Regions from separate parts of the Rattus norvegicus genome. Here region 1 is linked to region 2. A link is a contact called in public Hi-C data. All regions are on one chromosome and are shown on one strand. The core of a region is the stretch at or near the end of the contact, and the rest is flanking DNA. Distances in the headings are between cores, read along the strand shown. Region 1 holds the start of Sec14l1 (SEC14-like lipid binding 1). Region 2 has its middle 39 kb from the start of Sec14l1.

Evidence for each region. A called contact is a pair of places that touch in the nucleus more often than the background predicts.
Region 1: a Hi-C map of kidney shows a contact between it and region 2, with 3 times the contacts expected there. The contact joins the promoter of Sec14l1 here to the enhancer-like site in region 2. A contact is called at or near these places in 9 of 12 Hi-C or Micro-C datasets (the A7r5 cell line, the Rat2 cell line, Schwann cells and 4 more) and 1 of 1 datasets of contacts at active chromatin or transcription factors (oligodendrocytes).

What each region holds. Positions count from the first base shown.
Region 1 is chr10:102,816,143-102,821,091 of GRCr8, reverse strand. It overlaps Sec14l1 (SEC14-like lipid binding 1), which reads right to left and starts at 2,399. Exons shown (of 17, transcript NM_001108309.1): 1 at 2,135-2,399.
Region 2 is chr10:102,777,633-102,782,489 of GRCr8, reverse strand. No RefSeq gene overlaps it. Among named protein-coding and RNA genes, the nearest start is that of Sec14l1, 39 kb to the left of the region's middle. Within about 2 kb of position 2,324, at least 56 of the 93 cell types and tissues checked have an H3K27ac peak or open chromatin away from gene starts, as enhancers often do. A contact at or near this core is called in Schwann cells and kidney, where this site is marked.

The sequences.
Region 1 (4,949 bases), core at 1,150-3,649, 39 kb before region 2:
GTACCGTACCACACCCTAGAGACTGCCACAGGTCATAATCCCAAACACGCAGACGAAAGGATTTGCTGAAACACGGGAGGCAACAAGGCATTAAGAACAAGCAAAGAGGGCTGGAGAGATGGCTCAGTGGTTAGGAGCACTGACTGCCCTACCAGAGGTCCTGAGTTCAAATCCCAGCAACCACATAGTGGCTCACAACCATCTGTAATGAGATCTGACGCCCTCTTCTGGTGTCTCTGAAGACAGCTACAGTGTACTTACAGATAGTAAATAAATAAGTAAACAAATAAATAGATAAATCTTTAAAAAAAAAAAAAAAGAACAAGCAAAGACAGCCCACAAGGAAGGAGGGGCCACACTGATCTGGGGGAGGCCCTCTGCCCCCTGTATGGGCATCCCTGAGTCTCTGGCCCAGGTCAGGAGATCTAGTCCTTGGCAACCATGAAATCCTAGGATTCAGTTATTCGGTTTTTCTCTTGAACAACTTCTACAAGGACCCAAATAAAAAATGTAACATGTTAAGGCAAACACTCCGGGGATGACACAAAAACCTGGTGGAAACCCTACTGTTTTCTTTTTTTTTTTTTTTTTTTTTTAATTTCTTTTTTTCGGAGCTGGGGACCGAACCCAGGGCCTTTCGATTCCTAGGCGAGCGCTCTACCACTGAGCCAAATCCCCAACCCCAACCCTACTGTTTTCTTAAATGATGAATACCCCTTAAGGGCTGGTTTCAAAGGGAACTTCGTCTTTTCCTGTTTTCTAATAGTATGCTCCAGTTTCAGAGACTGTCTACAAATAGCAGGGAGACGGCCCAGCTCCAGCTAAGGGGTTCCAAAACCCTCCAGCCTCCTGAAGATGTGATCCCGCAAAGCAACCAATTACACGCTCAGGCCTGAGGTCAAGGAGCCCTCCTTCGCATACAGAATCACTCCAGCGCTGGCAAGGGCAGCTTTCTCTGCAAACACCCTTGTGTTCAGAGCCATCTAGAACATTTTGCTCACCTACTTAAAAGAGGAGGAGAGAAACAAACAGAAATATAAAAAGGAAGGAGAATCCAGCGAGCCCAGTAGTCCTGCTGAGGCTCAATCAATAAGGATGTTATTTTATTTGTGTACACTCAAAAGACAATCAAAAGTTCAAAACTAAGTATCTAGGTATTGCAAATTACAGCTGTTTAAAAAACAAACCAAACAAAAAAACAAAAAACAAAAATCCCTACTCTGATATACTTCGGAGGACTGCTATCTACAGCTGTCTACAACTTCTACAATGTTTACATTGCCTTAATCAGGTCTGGAACTTTGTCTGGTCTGCTTGGCATAGCACTCGGAAGAAGCAGGTTATGCTGGAAAACCACCCTCCAACAGTTGGAAAACTACAAAGGCTAGTAACTCTAGGTGACCTCAAGCATGCTATTCGCCTTCCAGATTCCATCTCCGTGAGAGGGATCTAACACTCCCGGTTCTCAAACCAAGAGGCCAGGAGCCAGACTCCTCAGTTCTCCAAACTCAAACCTTCATTAATCTCGATTCAGGCGCTGACGCGTCCTGGAGCGCAGAGACCGCGTTCCATTCACTCTCGTAAACCTTACAACGCTGGCGCGCGGTGGGGAATCTAATAATCGTTTATATTTTTTTAATTGAGAAAATTAGTTATCGGGTATCTCCCAAATAAAAGGAGTATGATTACCGGGTGCTGATGAGTATGGGAGAAGATGCAAGCGCTGCGTGCTGCCTGTATTAAGAAACTCTTACCCAAAGTGACTACACAGAAAGACCAGCTTGCTCGCCAGCTCCCTGAACTTGGGACAAATCTCGGCTTTAGGAGGTCTAGTCCAGATCCACACCCTGCGCGGGCATCCGGAGTGACCAAATGGCACCGGAGGCCGGGGCTGCCTCTGTTGCATGATAATTGGTGTTTGAAAATCAGCCCAGGGTCGGCCCCGGGGGAGCGCCTCCCTTCAGGCCAGGGCTGGACGGAGGGGGCTGGCTGGGTTCCGGCGGCGGCGGCGGAGGGACCCGGCTGGCTCCCCAGTCCCGGAGATGGCGAGCGCCCCCGGCCATCGCGGCAGAGAGAGCCGGCTGGAGGCGGGGACCCGGGCGCGCTCCTACCCTCCACGACGACGCGCGCTTACCTCTTGTCAGAAGGACCGGGTCGGGGACGCGGGGTGGCGGGATGCGTTCATGCCGGCGGCTCCGTGGGGAGAGAGCCGTGCCACAGGCTCGGCTGCCGCCACTCGACCGCCGGTTCCGGGGACGGGGGCCGGGACGGGAGGGCCGAGGGGCGCGGCGAGGGCTCGAGTGGTTGTTACGGGTGACGGGGAGGGAGGGACCAACCCGGAAGGGACGCGCGTGCGCATACCAGGCCGAGGGGGCGGGGGAAGGAGCGGGAGGCGGTTGCTAGGGAGGGGGAGGGGCGGCCGCCCGGCTGTCTTGGGGCCCTACTGCGCATGCTCGAGTTACCTATCCGCGCGTGCGTAGGAGGGGCTCAGGACGTGGTCTACCCCGACTCTGAGCTAGCCTCAGAGGCTCCTTCTCTTGGCTTCAGGGGGAGGGGGAAGGGCTGTGCAACGGGCGGAGCTTCGCAATTAGCAGACAGAGACCCCAGAAAAAATTCAAATACGCATTCCTGCCGGGGGTCCTTCCGCGGAGCGGGAACTGAGACCACTACGGGGTGTCAGCTAAGCTGAGCCTCCAGCTTGAATTCTGCGCGCCTGCGCTGTCTGAGCTTCTCCGTGGGCTTCATTTTTTTTTTTTTCTCGGTGGCTCAGAAGCGTCCTGCGCTCAGAGTGTCCTGATTGCATTCTGGCCTAGTAAAGGAGATGGAGCGAACAGGGTGGGGAGGAGCTGGGTGTAACCCAAGCACCCTTGTCAACACATCCAGATGGCTGGGGAATGTCGGACTGTGGGATAAGTGCTAAAGCGAGGGGCCTCAGTGGGGTGCTAGGTGTACCTTGCATTTCAACGTCTCCAACTTTAAAATTTGAGAGACGCACGAATGGAGACATTTAGGGGTCCTCAAGGCGGGCGAGTGACTATAAGCGGACACCTGGCACATCCACCCACACAGCAAAGCTAGTTTTAGAAGCAACACACAATTTCTCCATCAATGTCACTGTTGTTCCGTTCACATTAGTCACCCCGGGTGGCTTGTACTTTCAAGGTTGCCTGGCACACAAGGGTTTGGGCATTTCCTTCAGGACCTGTTTACCCACCACACAAGCAGATCATTCACTGCTGGATCACGCTTTGTTTCCAACTCAAACCATCATTTTCTGCACTGCTACCCGTGTTACTCGGGCTGATGATGACTTGCGCCCACGTGTAAGGGTCACATTTACCTTTAAAAGATGCTTTGGAAGAGAGAGATGGGTAAGATGAGTGAATGGCTCCTGAGATGGTCTTATCCGGAGCACACCATTCTGGCCAGCCTACAGATGCAACCACAAATTAACAGGAAACAGAGACTGGAGGATGGTGCTAAATTACAGCAAGAGAAGCCCAGACCTCAGGGGTGCAAAACGGACATAGTCTTTATCAAATAATTTCTAAAGAAAGATGAGGGGGAGTCTAAATGATAGATTAAGAGGAGTTGGGAAGGGGTTGGGGATTTAACTCAGTGGTAGAGCGCTTGCCTAACAAGCACAAGGCCCTGGGTTCGGTCCCCAGCTCCGGGAAAAAAAAAAAAAAAAAAGAGGAGTTGGGAAAATCACTTAGACAACTGTATGCTTAACTGCACTGACCGCTCTTCCAGAGGACCAGGCTTTGGTTCCTAGTACCTACTTGACAGCTCACAACCGGATGTAACGCTAAGCCCAGGGGATCCAATGCCCTCTTCTGGCCGACTCTGGCGCTGCATGCCAGGGGTACACAAGCCTACAGGCAGGCAAAAATATCCGCGTACATAAAAAGAAGGAGAAAATTTTAAGAGAGCATGTCTTCGGGGGTAGACTCTGAAATTTATTTTTATCTAAAATAATATAATACCCACAAGTAGCTACAAAATAATCCGGAGGAAGAAAGGGAAGAATAAGAGCACAGCGATGGCCATGGTGGTGCATGCTTTTAATCCTGTCATCAGGTAGAAGCAGCGAGTCTCTGTGAATTAGAGGCCAGGCTGGTCTTCATAGCAAGTTCCAGGCAAGCCAAGTTTACCTAGTGAGACCCTGTCTCAAAAACAAAGCACCAGGAACTGGAGATGGCTCAGCGGCTAAGAGCACTGACTGCTCTTCCAGAGGTCCTGAGTTCAATTCCTAGCAACCACATGGTGGCTCACAACCATCTGTAATGAGATCCGATGCCCTCTTCTGGTGTGTCTGAGGACAGGGATGGTGTACTCACATCCATAAAATAAATCTTTATGGGGGAAAAAATGCACCAAAGTACAAACAAGCAAACCAAACAAAACTGCTCAGCCGTCTCTCCAGACCCCACGAAAGTAACAAGCTCAAATAAAAAACATTTGTTTAGATGCATAATGTGGTATATATGGGAGAGGGTGTGGCTTAGCGTAGTGAGAGTTTGGTGTTAACAAAACCCAGTTATGTTATGGGAATGTGTTTTTGTTTTAATCCCAAGGGGTGGGATAAGAGGCTGCTTCACAGCAGGTGACTATGGTTTGCCTAGAGCACTAACAAGGGGTGTGATTTTTGCCAGCTGCAGATAGCTTAATTCTGGGAACTCTGGAGAGGAGGTAAATTGGGGTTGGGGGGGCAGCTGCTGCTCCCCCCTCCCCCGGTTGCTTTTGTGGTTTGTCAAGTGGTTGTAAGCACAGAGACTTGAAGTTGGAGATAGGACTTGTGAAGATTGGACTTGCCGCCACAAACCCAACACAACTAATCATCAGGAAGTAGTCTATTTTATTGGCTGAAAGAGGTCTATGCCCCTTTCCCCTCTAACCTTTTTTCTTCTACCTAGTGTCAGGGGTTGGAAGGGAAGGGATCAGGGTAA
Region 2 (4,857 bases), core at 1,075-3,574:
AAAGGGTGAAGGATTCTGGCACAAAGATGGGACATTTCAAAAAAAAAACAAAACAAAACAAAACAAAACAAAAAAAAAGGGGGCTGGGGATTTAGCTCAGTGGTAGAGCGCTTACCTAGGAAGCGCAAGGCCCTGGGTTCGGTCCCCAGCTCCGAAAAAAAGAACCAAAAAAAAAAAAAAAAACAAAACAAAACAAAACAAAAAAAAAAAAAACAAAACAAAACAAAAAGATGGGACATTTCAGGGGCAGGGCTTCCTATAACTAGGCAACCAGGAGGTGGGGTCAGAAGACTGGCAACTACAGTTCAAGCGTGAGTTCAGACTTGGGAAAGGAGGAGCCACAGGGCTGGGCGTGGAGCTTGGAGGTGGAGCTTTGCCTAAGCTGCTCGAGGCCCTGGTTCAAACCTATATCACCAAGAGAGATAGGAAGTCAGAGTCTGCCTTTCACCCAGCTGCTTTGCCCGAGGTGGCTGATGGCGGCGGCTGCATCCTGTAGGAGTTGCGTAACCATTACATAATTCTCCCAACTGACAGTCTGGGGACAAATGACCTTCCAATGACTTACACGCAGGCAAGGACAGAGCCATTTTCTGCTGTAGCGGCATAATTGATCTGGAAACAAAAACCAGAATAAATAGTTGTTCTATGTGAACCCAGACAGGCTTCTACTTGTAAAGATTATAAGAGAATGTTCCTCTGTAGTCTTCCAGTTAGCAGTTTAAACAGCGACTTAAATGAAACAAACACGTCCAGTCTTTGTTGAAAAGCCAAGTCCTAAGGGCTTCCCACCTGGGAGGGCTGAGGCAGGGATGGGAATGGGAGCTGGGGCATGCACAGGCGAGCTGGGTTTGGAGGTGCAGGCCCTGGAGGCCCAGGCAAACCACTCACAAATACAAGGCCTGTAAATTTAGGCTACAGAGAGATGGGTTGAAGGCCCAGCTGCTACAATGTATCAAGTCTGTCTCAAAATAAACCGTAAAACTGAAGGGGGGGGGGGTGTGGCTCAGTGGAGGAATGAATACCTGCCCTATGTTCAAACCTTAGCACAACAGGTGCACGGACACACACACACACACACACACACACACACACACACACACACACACGCACTCATGCACCCAAGGGCACACTCATGCACATCAACCCTATGGTGGGGGCAGCAGGCTTCTAGATATGGTGAACTGTCAAGGTCTTTACCGGGACCGTCTGTACCTGTCAGTGTGTTCTACTTCCCTTATCCCTCAGGTAAAGACTGTGTGTGTGTGTGTGTGTGTGTGTGTGTGTCCTTTCATATGTGTCAGCACAAGAAGAAAGGCTTCTTGTGTAAACTGCATCCTGAGAGGTACACTTTCCTACCCCCTCCACAGAAGAAAGCAGGCACCGATTTTAGCACGAAGCTAAAGCTTCCCACTTCCCAGGCCGTTGGCCTTAGGAGACTGGCCCAGCATCCCCCAAAGCCCTGATGATCTCCTCTCTGCAAGGGGCTCTTCCGAACTCTCTCCACTTACTCTCTGACTTTAGGTTTTGCTAAAGGTCATGTCTTTGGCATTTCCGGGTTTTCTTACCTAGGACTGAAAACAACAGTCTCCATCTAGGACAGCTGAACTGCTCTCCTTCCCCCACACCTTCTCTGATGTATTTCCTGTCTTCCCCCAGGGATCGGAAGTTCCCAGAGGGTGTCCGTAGCCACTTAGGCCAGCAGTCAGTGCTCAATTAAACTTCACTGGGATCCATCAGAAAGCTCAACTAAATGTGTTTGATCCATCAGAAAGGCGTAAACCAGGCTCAGAGAACCAAGCTCTGGAATCCTGGCCTTTCCTTTCCATTCAAGGTTGGTTTCCGAGGGCACGGCAACCAGTAATCCAGCCTCGCTGGCTCTATCTTGTCTGTACTTTTCAGCGTTAAGTACAGCTGTTCTTGCCTTGGACGCTTAAAACCCAGCAGTTCTCAACCTTCCTAACCCTGTGACCCTTAAATACATTCCCTTATGCTGTGGCGATCCCTATCCATAAAATTATTATTTTTTTGTTGCTACTTCATAACTGTAATTTTGCTGGCACGAGTCAGAATATAAATATTTTTTGGAGACACAAGTTTGCCAAAAGGGTTGCAGCACACGGGTTGAGAACTGCTGTTGAACCCTTACAGCTCAGGGAATCCGTCTCTGCATGGGGAGGCACATTAGAACATGCGCTTGCCCTCCACTGCACAAGCCCAGACTGTGGTCAGCTGCTCCAGGATGTGAGTATATCCCAGAACGGTGTACAACTGGGACCAAGTGATGGATTCCTAAGCGAGAGCCCCGCCCTGCAGCTGCACCTCCCGCATAGCTTTCTGGTGAAAGAAATCTTGGCTTCAAACCCAAACCGATCCTACCCTTTGTAGTGCTGGCCTCTGCAGAGTGCCTGGTGTAGGATTGCGCCCTCTAGTGGACAGAAAGAGAAGTAAAAAAATCCCACATCACAAGCGCTTTAGCGTTTGAGGACTTCTTTTTGCAAACCTCGGGGGTATTTTTCCTCAGGTGTTGTCCACTTGCTTTCGAGACATGTTCTCTCACTGGCCTGGAACTTACTAAGTAGGTTAGACCGGGGGGCAGGGAGCCCTAGGATCTGCCTGCCTCTGTCACTCCTGGGTTGGGATTAAACACCACATCCAGATAACTTTTGCTTGGGTACTGGGGATCAGAGGTCCTTGGTGTGTCCTTGCTTCGCCAGGCAAGCACTTTACCAACCGAGCTTTCTCTCAGGCACTAAGGCTTTCTGGACCACTAATTTCATGGGGTTATTCCTTATGTAATCCAGGGAGGCAGAGGGCCGGGCCTGCCCAGGACATGCCGAGGCCACATCTTAAGCATGCCTATGCTGTCTGGGGTCAACTAGTCAGCGCCTAGCATGTGTAGGCAGCCGCAGGGTCAGGGGATCTGATAGAGCAGATAGAAGGAAACAGGTTGGCTGGGAACTCTTGCAGCCATGTGCAGTAAATATCCTAGGCTTCCGTGGAGTCTGTAGTTCCCGAGTCCCAGCGTTGAGCTAGAAGCTGACTGCTGTGCAGTCAGTAAGACGGCAGCAGAGGAGGCCGCCTGGGGTGGAATTTAGAGGGTTTGGTGCTGGAGCTCAGGCCACCCTACCCTGTGATTTGATCACCTCTTCACTAGTCCTTTCCCTGCTCTGGGCAAACATCTGCCTCAGAGGTCCCAGCGCACACTCAGCATGGTGGTGGCACTTGCACCTCACCATGAAGACCCAGGCATGACCGTGAACTTGAGGCTAGGCTGGACTACAGAATGGGATACTGTCTTATTTTTTTTTAAAGATTTATTTCATGTTTGTGAATACACTGTAGCTGTCTTCACACACACCAGAAGAGGGCATCAGATCCCATTACAGATGGTTGTGAGCCACCATGTGGTTGCTAGGAATTGAACTCAGGACCTCTGGAAGAGCAGTCAGGGGGCTCTTAACCACTGAGCCATCTCTCCAGCCCTAGCATACTGTTTTAAATAATCCCAGTACTTGGGAAGCTGACGCAGGATTGGGGGTTGTTTGTGTCTAGCCTGGCCTACACAGTACGTTCCAAGTCATTCCTGTCTCACAGACCAAGCAGTGGACTCTTGGTCCCTCCAGTGCTCTCCTTGGACTGACTGAAGAGCCATGGGCTCTAAGTACCTTCTTCTACCCCAGCTACTTCCTGCTTGCTGTTAACCAGACATGCGCTCAGAGGGGCCCAGAAAACTGTTAAACTGGACCACACTGGTCCCGAGGACCTGCGGACGGGAGGCCAGGGTTGACTGAGGGGCAGACTGGAGCCACCATGAAGACACTGCATTCTGTGGGCAGGAGAAACACCCCACACCAGGATGAGTCAGGGACAGCCACCAAAACAGTCTACTCCACAAAGATTAGTACCAGCTATTTTTTCCCGGTGTACACTGCATCTTGACACCTTAATTTAGGCAGCACAGTCTTTTTCTGGAGACAGCACGTGGACCATAGTACCGACTTCGTGAGGCCCGAATGTGAAGCGATGCCAGGAGCCTGAAGCTATTGCAGCTTCCCTCCTGCCTCCGAGGCACCAAGCTCCTTCCATGGGATGCACCCACTTTACCTGAGGAGCCATCACCGTGACGTTCACTGTTAGGAAGGCACTCCGGGTGCAGAGGGGGAGGTGACGTGCCTAAGACCACAGGACCTGAAGCCCCAGAGGAAAACCCACGAGCTTCTGCCTCCACAATGAGCTCTCCCTGGGTCATGGCTTAAACGGCTCCTGTACACTGGGAACTTGCATGGTGCCTCTGCCGTAGCTTTGAGTGCTTCGGATTATGGTCAGTGGTTGCGAACCACGAAGGACTTACATCACAGGATTGAAATGACAGCCCTGCAGACAGTGGGCAAGCCCTCCAGGAGTTGTCAGCTGGATAACGGGATGGTGAGACCACAGTGGCCCAGTGAGTCAGAGTGACATGATGTAAGCCAAGGGGGCTGGCCCCTGGCACAGCAAGGTCAGAGTCCAAGTCAGTCTCCCAACTACTGCAAATGACCCATGCACAGTACGGTAGCTAAGCCTGTTCTTGTGAACCAAACACTCCATGCCAGCAGTGTACTGGATCTGAGACAAGGTTCCCTCGGTGTTCGAGCAACTGAGCAGAGGTAGGGACCGTGTTACGTCTGCTCCTGCTGAGGACATGGGGCCAGAGGGACCAAGGATATACAACAGAGGTAGCACAAAGGGTGACCCCACACCCACCCCCAGGCAGCTCTAACTCTAAGGCTCTTAGGAGAGGCAGCTGCTCAGCCCTACGGGAAATACAGCCCCTGACACCTAACCGCAAGGTTAGTCAGCAAGAAAGGGCTCCTGTGG